Regions from separate parts of the Mus musculus genome. Here region 2 is linked to region 1. Evidence: chromatin contacts called from public promoter capture Hi-C data. All regions are on one chromosome and are shown on one strand. Each heading gives the region's core, a stretch centred on a gene start, on an enhancer-like site or on the middle of the called end of the contact. The rest is flanking DNA. Distances are from core to core; before and after follow the strand shown.

Region 1 (3,527 bases), core at 371-2,870:
ACCATTGGGCCAATGCTCCATCTCAAAACACACAGTTCTGAGATTTATTCATAAAGATCTGAGACATATCTTTTCTACATGTAGAAAACATATTTGAAAACAACAGGTTTTAACATTGCTGAAGCAGAAAAGAAAAAATGAGAAGTGTCCTGTTGTTTTCATTTATTTGGTTCCATCAGTGCAAATTGTCCCAAACAATTGTGTTCCCTGGATGAGTAAATAGAGAGCTATGGAGATAGCATAAATCACTAATCTCCCTGAAATCCGGGGTAGTAATAAGGCCTACTGCCCTTAACTTAAATGATTCCTAGGCTGGAAAGCTCTGATACGCAGGCTTTGTGTCTTGTTTTTCTCGCCTACACATGCTTTCTTTTTACTGTGCTCCTGCCTACCTTTATGGGCTAGTGGCAACTGTCCTTGCAAACCTCAGTATAATTGATTCAAGTTTCCATTCTCTTATTTCATCATTCATCCACTGGTTTCTTGAGACAGCTCTTGGTATTTTAATAGTGTAGGTTATATCCTCTTGCTGTCTCCAGTGCTAGGATTACAGGCAGGCACGAGCAAGCACCATCATGCACAGCTCTTTTTCCTATTCTAATCTTCTGTTACAAATAGATCTTAGTGGGAAATCAGAGAGCCATTTAGATATGTGCGTAAACCAAAGAGTCAGGATTCACCGAACTCCCAGACTACAGAGTTCGTGACAGTTATTCTGATTATTTCATAGCCTTTTCTTGTTTCTGACCAGATTCTTTAAAGATTTCCATACAACATTATTTTGATTATATTCTTTCTCAACTTTGATCCTCAACTTTGTTTTTCTCATTCTTAGAAACAAACAACAAGAAAACATCCCGTCCTGGTCCCCCTACCCCCCTCGCAACCTAGTTCATTTTATGTTGGCCAACTCTTCCAAACTCTTCCAATGAGGTTTGCCCTGGAGAACTGTTGATACACCCAGGATCACTCCATTAAGAAAACTGATTTTATCTCTTCCAAATACTATCAGTTCCTGCTAGGTTCTTAACGATGGCTGATGTTAAATTCTACAGTTTCCTGAGATGCTCCATGCTTACCGCGACTGGCTAGGGAGGAGGCTGGATACAGTGGAAACAGCCCTGCTTTGTCCATTTTATACTGAGTTTTGTTTTAGATTCCATCTAACAAGATTTTTTTACTACTAAAACAATTTGAAAACCATTCTTAACAATCTGGCTTCTAGATGTATGTAGCTCAGTTGCATAGTTACACTTTAAAATGAAAAATTATAGTTATACTTTACAAGTATAGATATACTTTAAAATGAAAAAAAATCACCATAAGGTATATGGTGGTATATACCTTAATCCTAGCATTTGGGATTAAGAGTTTGATGTTAGCACTGGCTATACAGTAAGACGCCGTTATTAACAAACAAAAAATTTCAGAAACAACCAGCCAAAGAAACAAACAAAAAACCCCCTTTCATACTCCAAAAATAAATTCCATTTTTAAAAGGTACAAAAAAAAATATCACCTGAAGTAAAGGGATAAAATCCTCTTGTTCTAGATAGCTGCAGCTGGGCTTTGCCAGAAGCCAGATGAACTTGGCAGCATCGTCATGACGGTTACTTAGCAACCTACAAAAGAAACACTGGTTAGGAAGATCTGGTGCTCAGAACATACAATGACTACACACTTACAGGCTGGTAATTTTAGGCTGACTTGGGTGCTATTTAGATTAAGAATCAAATGTTCTTTGTCTTTTCATTTTCAGTGCTGGGAATTAAAGGGTAAGCTTTGTGCAAGTCCCCTACTACTGTTACCCCTGACCATGGCTTCCATGCTTCTGGTTTTTGTCAAAGGAGTGTCAATTACAGGATGGTGAACTTTTCTTCTGGGATGTTTTTGAGACCGAGACCATGGGGTGAAACTAACTGATAAAGGTAAATGTGTTATTAGGGAGAAGGCTCATTCAGTTAAGCCTCACGGGGCTTTAAACTCTGACTTTTAAAGAACAAGCTTCGGGACGAAGCCCTCTGTCACGTGTTCTGACTTTCTAGAATTCCTCACCTCCAACCATAGTTCCATAGACCCTGACAGAAAAGTCAAAGCACTGAAAAAGCAAAACAACTACTTTTTCCTGGACTTTGTTTTTTATGTTTGTTAGTTTTTGTAAAAATGGTGGTGCTAAGCCAGGCAGAGGTGGCACATGACTTTAATGCCAACACTTGGGAGGCAGAACTAGGGCAATCTTGGTGAGTTTGAGGCCAGCCTGGACTACAGAACTAGTTCCAGGACAGCTAGTTCCAGGACAGAAACCGTGTCTTGAAAACAAAACCCAGAACAATAACAATAGGGAAAAGGGTGCTACTCAGACTTTGTTTTCTGGGTTTGAAACTTTGGGGTCATTTAATTTTTTCTTATCATCTATATCTAATTATTAACTCCAGATTTTCTGATTTTCCTTCATTAATCAAATTGATTATTGAATGCAAACTGTATGTCAGGTATTTTATCTGGCCTTGAATGGGTTTGGATAAAAGAAAATGAGATAGTTTTATTCCCTATAAGGAATGTACAGTTCAGTGTTTGGTTTCCAACAGAATCATACGACTGTGGAACCACTGCGGTATTGAGTAATGAGTACAGCTGTCATGAAAGCACAGAGCAGGCCCGTGAGATTTCCAGCAGAGAAAAATAGGAAAGAAAGAAGTGTTGTGGTGAGGAGGGCCGCATGCACAGATGCCTGGTGAGAGAGTCATTACAGCGTCTGGGCAACACCCAGTGCAGAGCTCGTAAGAGGAGGGGAGAATTTAAGGTGCTTGTTCTAAATCCAGCCCAAAGGCACTCTGACAGCAGGGAAATGATTTCCTTATGCTTAGGACTTCACTATTCAACTTCAAATTCTATACAGCTCTCACTAACAGAGTAAGCCAGGATGCATGTGTCTATGTCAAAATATTGTAATTCTATATTATCACCTTCTAGTTATTCTTTGTGCTTGAATACTTTTTGGTCTTAAAATATGGTATCTTATATTGCAGCCCACACTATGCAGGAATTCATAGCAATCTTCTTACATCAGCTTTCAAAGTGCGGGGATTACAGGCATGAACCCTTATGCTTGGCTTAAACATTTTATATAAAATACTCAAACTGCTTGCTATGAAGGGTGAAAATCACAAAAAACTTCAAAAACTCAAATCCCATTCCTAGGGATGGTAACTCAAACCATCATTCACTCACTCAGTGTTCCTAAATACTCACCCTTGAGCCTGCCTTACAGAATCTGACTTTTAAATGGCATTTAAGAGGAGGTCCCACTAGAGGGCGCCCACACCATTTTAGTAACTGACAGTGTACACTCATTCAGTAGGACTTTCCCACCGAGGGATTGGAATGCTGCTGGTGCCCTGTAACTCCCTTGGTGAGCAGTTTCTGCAGACTTGCCCATCATGACTTTCTGTTCCTTTACTCTTCTGCAGAAGTTGCTTTCCCTCAGAGATGGCAGCTCATTTCAATGGATGGATGTGACTGCGGGG
Region 2 (3,527 bases), core at 601-3,100, 1.3 Mb after region 1:
CCTCAAACAGCATCAACTGTGTGTGTGGGGGTGGGGGGCAAGTCTCTTAACAATGGCCAGGTGGGGACATATCACATGCAAACCGTACCACTGTCTCTTGAAGGACTTAGGCCAGTGGTTCTCAGCCTTCCTAGTACGGTGACCCTTTAGTACAATTTCTTGTGTTGTGGTGACCCCCCAGCCATAAAATTACTTTTGTTGCTACTTCGTAAATGTAATTTTGCTACTGTTATGGACTGTAGTGTAAATATCTGATATGCAGGATATCTGATCTGATGTGTGGTTCCTGTGAAAGGGACCTTTGACTCCCCAACCCTAGGGGTCTAGACCTACAAGTTGAGAACCACTGACTTAGAACACACTGGGTGAAGGAGGTGAGTGCAGGTCCTCATGGTTGCCTAAACCACCTCCAGGACCCAGCAGGTTTGTATAATCCAGTCCTTTCTTTCTCAGCCTCTGTGTGTGTGTGTGTGTGTGTGTGTGTGTGTGTGTGTGTGTGTGTGTGTGTGTGTGTGTGTTGACACACATATAGTCAGGGAATAGGGCTCACTTTAGCAGAATGAAACCTATCTAGTCCACCATCTGTCTCCCCTGTCCATCAAGAGACTCAGCTGTCTAGCTACACCAGTTCAACATTGTTAGAAGCCGACAGACATCCAGTTAGAGAAGACACAGTGGCGACCCAATGCTGAGACAATGGAGAGAAATGGTCCAAGGTCACATGGCCAGCAAGTGGTGGCACTGCTGCTGGAACATAGCTTGTATCAGAGTGGCTGTTTCAAGGACAAGGTGGAGAGCTCTCAGGAGCCATGGACCAAGGTGGAGTCACAGAGCAAGCAAGGCCTCCTGCAGAGGTGGCATCTATTACCTGTGTCAACACAAATTAGGGAATTGTCTCCCACCTGGTTGAACCACAGTGCCAAAGGCTCCCAAGCAAAAGCCATGTAAACACTCCTTGGACCTACAGCCAAATGCCCTGTCGCTGTTGGCTGGGCAGAGCAGGCCTGGCTAAAAATAGAAGGGGCTCTCAGGTCCAGCTCCCTGACAGCAGCTGGCAGCTCCCAGTTCCTTTCTTTCTCTCTCTCTCTCTCTCTCTCTCTCTCTCTCTCTCTCTCTCTCTCTTTCTCTCTCTCTCTCTCTCTCTTCCCCTCAGGCAAGAGCTAGTCTTCCCGAAGGAATGGGGAATTTTAAGACCTCCATCTCAGGAAAAATAAGATTGTTAGCTTGATGCCCAGTACATATGACCCAGGGTCTGACACAGTCATCAATGACAGTTGGGGACTTCACCATAAAGCCTCAATCTACGAAAACTATCGACTTTCACAATCTACCCAAGGGAACAAAGAAGTCAAGGCTAAAGATGTGGCCAACATCTGCTCACTCTGCAATTCAACCTTCTTGCCTTTCTTTTCCAAAACTATACCAGTTCTGATTTGAGGTTTCAGGGTTGGCCAGTGACTTCTCTTAGGGGATAGATGGTGGCTATGAGGCAGCACTCAGCCCAGCCACAGAGAAAACTTTGCTGGAGCCCAATACCTGCACTTCCGTTGTACAGGGAGGAAGGGTCATAAACCCTGCAAAGTGCATCCTGGGTGCAGTTCAGGGCCGCGCCCGGGGATTTCCTTTCAAAGGTGACTTAGAGGCACTTCAGGAGGATAGCGCCCTCCCGGGCGGGTTCTAATGGTGAATTTGGCAGAGTCAGCGAAACTGCGCCCGGCGGACCTGGCGGCGGGGCAGCGCCCTCTCCCGCGCCCTCGCCCTCTCCCGCGCCAGGCAGCAGCGCGCACGGGGCCATTTGCAGCCTAGGCAGCCTCGCGAGCAGCCGCTGCGCGCGGGCCGGGAGGGAGGCGGCACCATGGAGCTGAAGAAGGACAGCAACGCTGTGGCCATCGACATGCTGCTCATCGTGCACTCCGAGAAGCGGCGCGCGGCGCAAGCCACGCACTTGGACCCGCAGGCGAACCCGGGCGCGCTGCTGCAAAACCGAGGAGGTAACACCCGCCTGGCCCGGGTCCTCAGAATCCCTGGGCACCTCGGCCACTAAGCCCCCGGGTCCTCTCGCCGGGGGGCGCCTAAGCAGCACCCCCCTCCCCAACGAGGCTAATCCGAACCTCTCCGAACCTCTCCCAGACCGCTGCTTGTGCCCTGGCGCCAGGGCACCTGCGTTCCTTGGCAACGCACAGCGCACTGGTTGCCCCAGGCCTGTTTTCTCCCGCTATTCTCTGAAGGGTGCAAAACACATAGAAAAATGCTCTTCAGAAAGAAACCAGGGCCTTAGGCTGATCACGTGTAGCAGAGGCCTAGTCCCCAGTCAGCATGCAACTCACCATAAGTTACCAGGGACCCCAAAGGGTCCCTGTACTGAGTCAGACTTTAAGATAACTTAGAGTCTCAGTTTCCCCTTTCGTAAGCCTCTCTTTTCGCCTCCAACAGATATAAGGACTGAATGGGTGAAGGGAACCTGGGCTGGGGTGGAGTAGTGTTTGAAGTCTCCTGACCGTACTTGAATTTAGCTTCAATTTTACTTCTTCTGCAGACTTTGGGAAAACGAAAACTGAGAAGTGATTGCTTATAGGGTGATTGCAGAAGGCAGAATCTGCCTCTATTCTACACACACACACACACACACACACACACACACAACTTGTATAGCGTATAAAGGGTGCCGAACGGACGCTCAGGAAATCACCGAAAAATGTAGGGGCCTCGTGGCGCTGGTCTTGGAGGGAGCCTCTGAAGCTGACTTGAGGGTCTAACTCTGCACCACTTCTTTAGCAGAGATGCCTGCCGGCTGCACAGAGAAAGATGACTGCTACCATCCCACTCTCCCTCCAGCTCCCACGTTTCTTGGGACCCCCTCCCGCTGCTCTATCTGCCCCCCACTCCCAGCTTCTGTGCGCATGATGCACCCACAGCCTGTCCACCTGCTGTGCGAGGGCAGCGGTTCTCTAGACAACCTTGATCCATCAGCCACATGCGCTGGAGCTATGATGCAGCCCCTGGGGAGCTGGAAGGGAGGCATTAAGGGAAAGAGAGACTGGAGAACTGAGAGTGTTCGCAGCAGTTAGAGTTTAGGACGGAGTGTGAGGACGGGAGCTGTTTAGGTTAATAGATCCTGTAGTTCTCCGATGCTGCTCCTGGGAGAAAGGATTAGACCCTCTCAGGGTCTTTGAAGGAGAAAGAAAATGTCCTCCACGTCTTGATGGGAATGAGATGGCGCCCGTCGCATGTAACACAATCCAGAAGACCGCTCCCCGAGTGTAGTGAGGCCTAGTTCCAAGTCAGCCCAATAGTCCCCACCGCCCAATCAGAGTCCCTTTGCTTCTGACACCAGAGAGGATAAAGAGAGAAGCCATAAAGTGCTGGCTATCAAAACTGCCCTCAAGGTACCCAAAGCCTACCCAAAATGTCCATGACTCCAGAAGAGCATACAAACTTTGACCCTGCTTTACTTGGGGGGTAAAGCACCCCTACTTGAAAGGCACTGGTATTTTTCTAGAAACATTTTCCCAGAGAAGGTTTCTTGA

The links. Promoter capture Hi-C pulls out the DNA fragments that hold promoters and counts their contacts.
Region 2: a promoter capture Hi-C map of hippocampal neurons shows a contact between it and region 1, with 8 times the contacts expected there. The contact joins the promoter of Ky here to the enhancer-like site in region 1. A contact is called at or near these places in 4 of 39 promoter capture datasets (the 3T3-L1 cell line, hippocampal neurons, pre-B cells and 1 more) and 2 of 115 datasets of contacts at active chromatin or transcription factors (astrocytes and cardiomyocytes).

What each region holds. Positions count from the first base shown.
Region 1 is chr9:101,178,816-101,182,342 of GRCm38.p6, forward strand. Ppp2r3a (protein phosphatase 2, regulatory subunit B'', alpha) reads right to left here. Exons shown (of 14, transcript NM_001161362.3): 5 at 1,520-1,622. Among named protein-coding and RNA genes, the nearest start is that of Gm24338, 42 kb to the right of the region's middle. Within about 2 kb of position 1,621, at least 33 of the 459 cell types and tissues checked have an H3K27ac peak or open chromatin away from gene starts, as enhancers often do. A contact at or near this core is called in hippocampal neurons, where this site is marked.
Region 2 is chr9:102,504,288-102,507,814 of GRCm38.p6, forward strand. Ky (kyphoscoliosis peptidase) reads left to right here and starts at 1,851. Exons shown (of 11, transcript NM_024291.3): 1 at 1,851-1,991. The coding sequence starts at 1,856.